Linked DNA regions of Mus musculus: region 1 is linked to region 2. Evidence: chromatin contacts called from public promoter capture Hi-C data. All regions are on one chromosome and are shown on one strand. The core of a region is the stretch at or near the end of the contact, and the rest is flanking DNA. Distances in the headings are between cores, read along the strand shown.

Region 1 (4,478 bases), core at 429-2,928, 990 kb before region 2:
GGATCTCCAGCACTCAGTTCTATGGTCCCTGAGTGTCCCCCGGGTACTGACCCAGCTTGACATCACCCTGCAGAGTGAGCAGAAGGTTGGCACCCTGTTGGGGGAACACACAGAAAGGATTGTGTCAGGTGCCTGGCGGCTTCCTCCTCATTTGAACCATGCCCTTGGCTGACCCCCTACCTTAATGTCTCGGTGAATTTTCCCCTGAGAATGCAGGTGGTGGAGCCCCTGGAGACAAACAGAAGTCTCTGAGGACAGCTGCTTTGCACTAATTATCTCTTCTGAGCCCCTCCTCAGGACTGGGCCCCCCACCCAAGCTGCTTCCTCCACCCCTCTCCCCAAGCAGGAAGTGAATGAGCCAAGAGGGAAATAGGCTGCTTCCGGCAACAGAACTGGGGGGCCCCCTCCTGCTAGGACCTCCACCCCCTGAGTCAGCCCATCCCAAGGTCCCAATCTCCCACTGGCCAGATGTGTTGGGCCCACACTCCTGAGGATTCCAAAATGGGTGCTGCCTATGAGCCCCATACCTTCAGTGCCTCCCGGCAAACATAGGCAATCTGCCGTTCTTCCAGGGGCCCAGTGGCTGAAACATACAGAATGGGGGCTGAAGAGAAAGAGCCTGAGGGATATGCTGACCCTCCCTACCCACCCTGCAGAGTGGGGAGCAGCAGGCACCACTACAGCAAAGTGATGTTAGCCAAATTTCTTCCAGACTCAGGCTGGGAAACTGAGCCCAGAGGAGGATAGTATTTCTCTCAAGGTCACACAGCCAGTCAGAAGCTAAGAGGAGTCCAAGTGCAGCCAGAAGGATGCCTTCCTACCCCTATGTTGGGATCGGGAAAGGCCATGTCCATGGAGTCTGGATCTCACCGTGGTAAATCTCCTGCAGTGACCCTCCTCCACAGAACTCCATACAGATCCACAATCGGTCATTCCTGGGGAGACAGAGAGCTGGGGTGGCACAATGCAAGGCACAAGAGGGTAAGAGGATAAACAACCTCACCTGAGGTAGCTGCCGATGTAGGCCACGACATTGGGGTGGCGGCATTCACGAAGGATGGTGATTTCCTGCTGAAGAGAGCTGATGTCGTCCCCTGGGGAGCACAAGGCATTATGGGGGGGGGGGGGGAACGAATAGCCTAGACTCTGTCCCTATGTGCAAAATGAGCATAGAGTATTTCTCTCCTTGCCGAGCAGGTGCCAAACCTTAGTTTCTCCTGGGGTCGGCTTCACGGGGGGGTCTAGAAAATGTTAACTCTCTGCCCCCGCCAGCTCACCCGCCCGCCTCCCAGGAGCACAGAGGCCCCACCCGGGCCCACACCTGGGTCTAGCTTGACGATCTTCACCGCGGCCAGTTCGGACGTGACGGTGTCACGGGCCTAGGGGCGAGAAGCGGGGTGAGGAGGGGGCGGGGCCGGGGTTCCCGCGGCGGGACGTGAAGATGCACCCTCCTCCTGCGCTCCCGCCCGTCCCGCAGCCCCGCTCAGCGCACCTTGTAAACGTCGCCATAGGTCCCGGCCCCCACACGCTGTAGCAGCTCGAAGCGGTCCCGCGGATCCTGCAGCGACACGTCCCGCAACAGCGCCATGGCCCGGCGCCGGACCCGCCGGCGGGCGCAAGCTGCGGAGCCGGCGCGGAGCGGCGCGGGGTGGGGCGGGGCGAAGCGAGCGGGCAGGCAGGGGCAGCGCCGAGACTCGGAGGCCGTAGGGGCGGGGCCAGCCCGGGGCGGGGCCAGCCCGGGGCTGCCCCGCCGCCCGCCTGGCCGAGAGGAGGCGCCCTGGTTGCGCGGGGAAGTCCCAGAAGCAGGGGCGGAGCTTAGGTACCCCTCCCAATTCTCGCCGCGCTACAGGTGCAGAGCATAAAGTTCAAAATCCTAAAACAGCAAAAGCAGATATCCACTCCCGCCCCATCCCCGATTTCTCAGATGAAACACATACATACATCTCTCTTTTTTCTTAACAAAATGCATTTATCTTTCTTGGAACTGAAAAATAAATCTATGTACAAAACAGGAAGAGGCTGGCCCTCCCCCACCCCGTGCAGATTTCCTCCTGGGACCTCAGGGAGGTTCCCAGAGGGCTGGAAGAGGTCCTGCTCTGTTCTTGCGCCAGTTTGGTCAGGAAGGGGGCGAGGCTCAGTATTCACAGATAAGAGTCGGAGCTTCATGTCCTGTACTCAGGGGCTAGGGAGACGAGGAAGATTTCCAAATTCGGGCAGCAATATGTAAGTTCTTTGGGGTAAGGGATTTGGATTCCCAAAGGATGGAACTCTATATAAAGTGCGGAAATCTACCCCTAGGGACTGAATGGTCCTTGGTTTCCAGGTAGCAACTGTGCTCTGGGGCTAAGGTCAATCTAGCCCCCAAGTGGGAGGAATGCCCTACTGTTCAGGCGTGACTTGGGCTCCTGTCATGGTCCACTGAATTTCGGGGGATTGGACCTACAATGAGGTTCCAATTGGCCGGCTGGTGGGGATGACACCTACATTCTAAGAACTGAGCCAGGGCTCTGGGGCCTGAAGAGGGGCTAAATGAAGGCTCCTAGTCACTGCAGGACAGCTCTGGGTCCCCTAGGACTGAGGGCGGAGTCTAGGCTTGAATTAGAGGATGAGGGTGAAGCCTGCTGGGAGTGAGGGCAGGCCTGGGGCCTTGCCACAGAATCAGAGTTCAGAGGCCCTTGCGCTGCCGCTTTAGGAAAGAGAGTGTGTAGTCGCTGGGTGTGGACACTTTCTGTTTCTTCATCTGCACTTGCGACTGTGCCGTGAGTTGCAGCTTGATGGCGCTCGAGTTGATCTTGGTGGCCACCAGTAGCTCCTTCATGCCTTTCATCTTCTCACTCTGGAAAGTGAGCACTGGGCCCTCTGGGGGTGGCGATGCTGCAGGTGCTGGAGCCTGAGCAGCATTGCCGACTTCCTGGCCACCGCGGGTAGTACCTGGGACAGTCCCTGACGTTTTCCTAGGTGGTCCCGACCCTGCACTTTGTCCTGAGCCCGGGCCCTTGTCCAATGCAGGCTTCTTGGGTGGTGGTGGCTCCTCAGGCTTGGACTCTCTTCGGGGACCACGCCGACGGCCTTCTCGGGCTTCATCCCCCCATGGTTCTTCAGCCTCGGCCGCCTCTGCTTCCCGGCTAACTATGTGCACCTTCTGCCGCACCTGAGCAAAAGCGCAAGCCAAGTGAAAGGCTGAGGATCATCCGTGGGACCTCTAGGCTCAGCTCCTGGCCACCCCTCTAGCAGTGTCCTCTCATCTGTACTCATACACATGCAATGTAACCTCACTCCCCTACAACTACTGTCACCACCTGTAGTTCCCATGCCCTGGATAGGCCCCTCTCACCTGTCCCTCGAAGCGGCCTAGGGACTGCACAAGGAAAGTTGCCCAGCCTACGTGCAGTACTGGTGTGGGGCTACCCTCCTCCCATTTGCAGATGCCATCATAAAATCGCAGCAGGTGGGCAAAGCATTCTGGGTCCTGGAGAGCAGAACCTTGGCCCTGGGTGCCCTGGATAAGAGGGAAGGTACAGCAGAGGTCACAGAGCGTGCAGGCCAGGCTCCCTCCACCTGGGCAAAGCCTCAGTTTCAGGGAAGGCAAATGCAGGCAGGACCTCCTTCCTTTTATAAAACCAACCCTTAGTGCGAGTGAGGGGAGGAGGGGCGTGCCTTTCCTCACCTACAGCCTAGCCCAGGTTAGAACCTGACCATCAGAGAGATGGACCATCAACCCATTTCTCTAAAAGCTTTAGCTCTAAAACCCCCTAAAATCCTTTCAAACCCTCGCCCAGGGATCAGCTCCAGCAAAAGAGAATTCCCAATCCTGTCCTTGCGGTCTCATCAATGTGCCCCGGACGGAGGGTGCGCCAATGGAGGCCAGCCCTTCACCTGGGCTTGCTCCCCAGTCCGCTCTTCGCCTGTTTCTAGCAGGCTGGCCGCCTCCTTCAGCAGGTTGGGGATGACGTCATTGGCCACTTCAAAGAATTCCTTGTAGATCTCCTCATCCTCCCGGCAGTAGTTGTAGCTGTGAGAACACACAGGATTCAGTTGACAGTTGTCCCACAATGGGACATCCCACTGACTGGGTGCGAGGCTGGAGTCCTTGTTCACCCAGATGTGATCATGCTAGTCAAAGGCAAGGTTATGGAGTGGGATGTGGGGACTGGACTAGAAGTTGGGCAGAGACAGAAGCACCATGGATAACACAACTGACTATAAAGCAGGAAAAACTGGGCAGAGAGGAGTGACAGAAAGGCATGAGGAGGAGCAGCAGCTAACCAGGGGTTCTCAGTTCCCAAGTAATGGTAGCCTTGACTGTATAGGGGCTGATCAGAGAGGACAGAGCTGAGACAAGGTCTCACAACTGGATGACCGATTGGAAAGTCATAGAGACAAAGGGCAGGCTGGAACCCTGGCAGGGGAATCCTCACTCTTGGATAACAGTGGCAGTGTCGGCCCAGGCCTGCAGGGCTTCGCGCACATTTCGGTTG
Region 2 (4,392 bases), core at 542-3,041:
TCAGAACCCCCTGGTGGAAAGAGAAAACCAGTTCTGGGAAACTGCGTGTGCACGCTATGGCACGCACACCTCTCTCACCTTCTGCGTGTGCACGCTATGGCACGCACACACACGCACCTCTCCCATGCTGAGGCATGAACATTTCTCTTAAAAAAAAGTAATAAAAAATAGATAAGTAAAGTGGGGAAAAAAAAAAGAAAAGAGGGAAAGTGGCTTTGAGCTAGTCAGAAAACATGAAATAAGATGCCCGGGGAAGGAAACTTTGCCAGGGCAGCCCACGTGCAGCTGCCATGGGGTGGCTGATCTGCTCCTACCCCACTGGATGTCCAGTGTCCTTAGGGATGAGAGTGTGGAACTGTCATTGTCAGTCAGAAGAACAGCTTTAGGAAAAAAGACTTGTCATCCTATTTCCCGTAGGACACCCAGGCCCTGAGTGACTATCCAAAGCCTCCCAGTTAGAAAGATGGCACCTGGCGTGACTCACCCCTCTTCGGAGGCAAGTCTTTCTTTTCAAACTCAGCCTGAGCTAAGAACATAGACAAGAACTTGACCTGGTAGCACAGGCTTGTAATCCCTGCCAGGAGGCTGAAGCTGGGAAGCCACAGACTCAAGGCCTGCAGTCTACAGAGCAAGGGCTTCACGGTCAGCCTGGGTGATCAACAAGTCCCTATCTAGAGATAAGGAGTAAAACGAGGGCTGCATGCCGGGCATGGTGGCGCATGCCTTTAATCCCAGCACTTGGGAGGCAGAGGCAGGCAGATCTCTGAGTACGAGGCCAGCCTGGTCTACATACAGAGTGAGTTCCAGGACAGCCAGGGATACATAGAGAAACCCTGTCTTGAAAACAAAACAAACAAACAAACAAACAAACAAAAAAAACGAGGGCTGCAGGTGAAGTGTTTGCCCAGCATGCATAAGACCCTAGGTTCAAGCCCAGCAAAATGAAATGAGGCTAGGGATATTAGTTGGTAGAGTGCTTGTCTCTAGCACACATGAAGCCCTGCATTCTGTTCTCAGCACCAAATAAAATATGATGGTAATGCTAGCACTTGGAAGGGAGAAGCAGGGAGATCAGGAGTTCAAAGTCATCCTGAGCTATGAAATTCAAGGTCAGCCAGGGACACACAAGATCTTATTTTATAGCACACACACACACACACACACACACGACTTAGGCTCTTCAGTATACTTACTTACTAGGGACCAGTTGAAATCGTTGCACATATTACTTCTCCCTTCTGTGCCATGGCGTCCCACCTCTGCAAAGTGAAAGGGTCAGCCAACCGGGTCCACCATGGCTGTGAGGGACAGTAGTGCCGGCTTGAGTAGTAAGGACTCCTACCCACCCACCGTTTGTTTGCATGGCACCCGGCCTCTCTTAGGCTCTTTACCTGTGTCAGTTCATCGATCCTTATAGCATTTATTTTTCAGAAGAAGAAATGCAGGCTGGGAGTTATAATTTCTCTAAAAATGGCACGATAAGAAAATGGTGGCAATGCCGGATGATAGTGGTGCACACCTTTAATCCCAGCACTCGGGAGGCAGAGGCAGGTGATTTCTGAGTTCGAGACCAGTCTGGTCTACAAAGTGAGTTCCAGGACAGCCAGAGCTACACAGAGAAACCCTGTCTCGAAACAAACAAACAAACAAGAAAGAAAGAGAGAGAGAAAGAAAGAAAGAAAGAAAGAAAGAAAGAAAGAGAAAAGGAAATGATAAAATGATAGCAGTAAGAATGTAACCATATAATTGCTTTTGGCAACTCAAACGTCAGGGCCCTGGTATGAACTGTTCTCTCCCTCCTGGGAGATAGGAATGATAGGCCAGCATCTCTACACGTAGAGGTTCTGGGACCTGTGTGCCATCTCTGGTTCTTACACTGCGTAGGTAGGGGAGGTGCACCCGCCTCCAGGCACCTGCAAGCTGGTCCAGGCTTGCTAAGGAAACAAGCAGGCGTTGGGCGGGGCCGGGAGGGGCCCGCGAAGGCTGTAAAAGCCGCGCAGGATGGAAGTCCAGACACTGAATCCGCGGCTATGGAGCGTCCTCACTTCCCGCTGGCGATGGGCCTTGGCCTGCTCGCATTCTGCCTCCTGACCCTGTCACCTGACGCCCGCGCCGAGCTGCGGAGCCGCAGGACCGGAGAACGCCAGAACTTGTCACCCACCGACCCGCGGGTGCAAAAGGCCGCACAGGCAGCTGTGGCCAGCTACAATATGGGCAGCGACAGCCTCTACTACTTCCGAGACACCAAAGTCATCGATGCAAAATATCAGGTGCGGTGGCTGGGACAGAGGTTGTGGGACAGGTTATGGAACAGAGTGGCTGTGGAGAGGGACAATTTGGAGAGGGACAGGGACAGGGGGACCGAGGACAGGTGACAGGAGACAGGAGATAAACAGAGAGCTGCTTAGCTTGCTACCAAACACAAGGGGGCACTAAAACCAACCATAACCCCCAGACCTTTCTATGAAATACTTCAAAACAAAACAGATTAGTAAAGTCCTCTGGAAGCAGCGCTATCTAACTATCAAAGAAATGCAGGATGCAGCCTCCTTTGGCATAACTAACCTCACTTCCCCAACCTGCCAGGTGGAGTGGAAGGGCCCAGTGTAGGTGCCACATACCATTCACCTTTACAGTCTAGCCGCAGACAGGAGCTCTCCAGCTTCTTGCCCAGCCTAGGGCTCTGCTCACACACAGAAGTTCCTGCCTCCACTCCAGGTCTGAATATGTAGGTCAGAGGGTTGCATTTGCCTGGGAGAGTGGAGACTCTTAGAGGGAGGGAAAGCATAGACACACAGGTTGGACTCCCAGGCATCTCTCACCTGCCCTGTTTGGTTCCCAGCTGGTGGCTGGCATCAAGTACTACCTGACTTTGGACATAGAAAGCACAGAGTGCCGAAAGACCAGAGTCTCTGGAGAACACATGGACCTCACCACCTGCCCTCTGGCTGCAGGGGGGCAGCAGGAGGTAACAGCACCGACCCCATCCCAACCCCATGCAGGGTCTGAGGCCCTTAGCTTGTCTATCCTGACCAGTCTATCTGGTCAGGCAGAAGCCTGGCTCCACCTGTTCGCTTTGGCTCTTGTATGACTCAGGCCAGGGTGGAGTGCAGAAGAGAGACTGGGGATTCCTCGTGGGGTAGGAGTTGCCTGAGATAAACCTGGGAGCATCTCCTGCCTTCTGATTCCATGTTTTGGGACCACTCATGGTCTGTCCCCGGCTCCAGAGAGACGTGGCCGTCAGGGGGGCTGACTTCTGGGAGGAGGAGGTTGCTGCCAACCTCACCCTCCTTGTCCTCTGTGCTTCCCTCTCAGAAACTGCGTTGCAACTTTGAGCTCCTTGAAGTCCCCTGGAAGAACACTACTCAGCTTCTAAAGCATGACTGCGTGCAGGTGTGACCGGCCCCAGGGTGACAGAGTCAGGGCCCCATGGGAACAAGCATGGTGGAGGCGCCTCAGGGCCACGGGCCACGTCTGTTGCAATAAATCTGCAGCTCTGCTTCTTGCACTGCTTTCTCCTGTGTGTTTCACTCACCCTGACCCTCACTCTGCTCCCAGTGACTCTCAGAACCCCACAGCTGACTGGGCACCATGTCCTTACCCTCCAGGGGAGCCCCTACTGATCCCTCTGAGGCAGTACTGAGGGTAGGGTCCTCAGAGGAAGCCCCTCTTCCAGACATTTTCAGTGGTCTCAGAGGAGGAAAGAAAGACACAGAAGATGGATACCGGAGACTAGCTACAGTAGGGATGTCTGTGTGAGCCAGTCCAGCCTCTCTCCCAGGGTTCATGCTGGGACTCCGAGGAGGAGGGTGTCAAAACCTGGGGTCAGGAGGGTCGCAAAGCCTGATGGCTCAGACCAGTGAGTTTTTTAGTGACACAGCTCTTGTTATTGCCCTCAAATGGTGAAGCAGCAAAGAGCACCAGCCAGCGGCTTACAGGGCCCTCATGAGACCTTGCTTGCTTTTAGCAAGGTACATTCTGCGACAGCAGCAAAGCCTTTCATATCTCGGTAGCTGGAATGTTTTTCTTTTTTTCTGAGGAAGGGTTTCTCTGCATAGCCCTAGCTGTCTTAGCACTCACTCTGTAGACCAGGCTGGCCTCAAACTGAGAGGTCCACCTGCCTCCGCCTCCCAAGTGCTGGGATCACAGGCACGCACCATTCCAACTCAGCATGTCTGGAACATTTGACCACATATATATTGGGGGAATGTCAAGTTCTCAGACTACAGCCCTCTAAGGCCCCGACACCAGGCCTTATGGGCATGACTGTGGCTACATGAGGGACCTCCAAGCAGTCTCCAATCCAGTCCAGTCCCCTCATCAGCTAGCTTGTGAAGGGAAGCCCCTATCCTGCTGAACTCTCAGTACCAAACAGTTGTGTAAGATGGCTGC

Evidence for each region. Capture Hi-C pulls out chosen DNA fragments and counts their contacts.
Region 1: a promoter capture Hi-C map of liver shows a contact between it and region 2, with 2.6 times the contacts expected there. A contact is called at or near these places in 2 of 130 datasets of targeted methods (large pre-B cells and pancreatic cancer cells) and 2 of 9 other capture datasets (adipose tissue and liver).

The regions. Positions count from the first base shown.
Region 1 is chr19:6,338,360-6,342,837 of GRCm38.p6, reverse strand. It overlaps Map4k2 (mitogen-activated protein kinase kinase kinase kinase 2), which reads right to left and starts at 1,678. Exons shown (of 32, transcript NM_009006.3): 1 at 1,493-1,678; 2 at 1,322-1,379; 3 at 1,004-1,094; 4 at 871-935; 5 at 528-583; 6 at 181-228; 7 at 52-94. The coding sequence starts at 1,588. It overlaps Men1 (multiple endocrine neoplasia 1), which reads right to left. Exons shown (of 10, transcript NM_001168489.1): 7 at 4,419-4,478; 8 at 3,877-4,012; 9 at 3,335-3,499; 10 at 1,944-3,151. The coding sequence ends at 2,666.
Region 2 is chr19:5,346,973-5,351,364 of GRCm38.p6, reverse strand. It overlaps Cst6 (cystatin E/M), which reads left to right and starts at 1,791. Exons shown (of 3, transcript NM_028623.5): 1 at 1,791-2,270; 2 at 2,843-2,968; 3 at 3,316-4,392. The coding sequence starts at 2,031. The coding sequence ends at 3,399.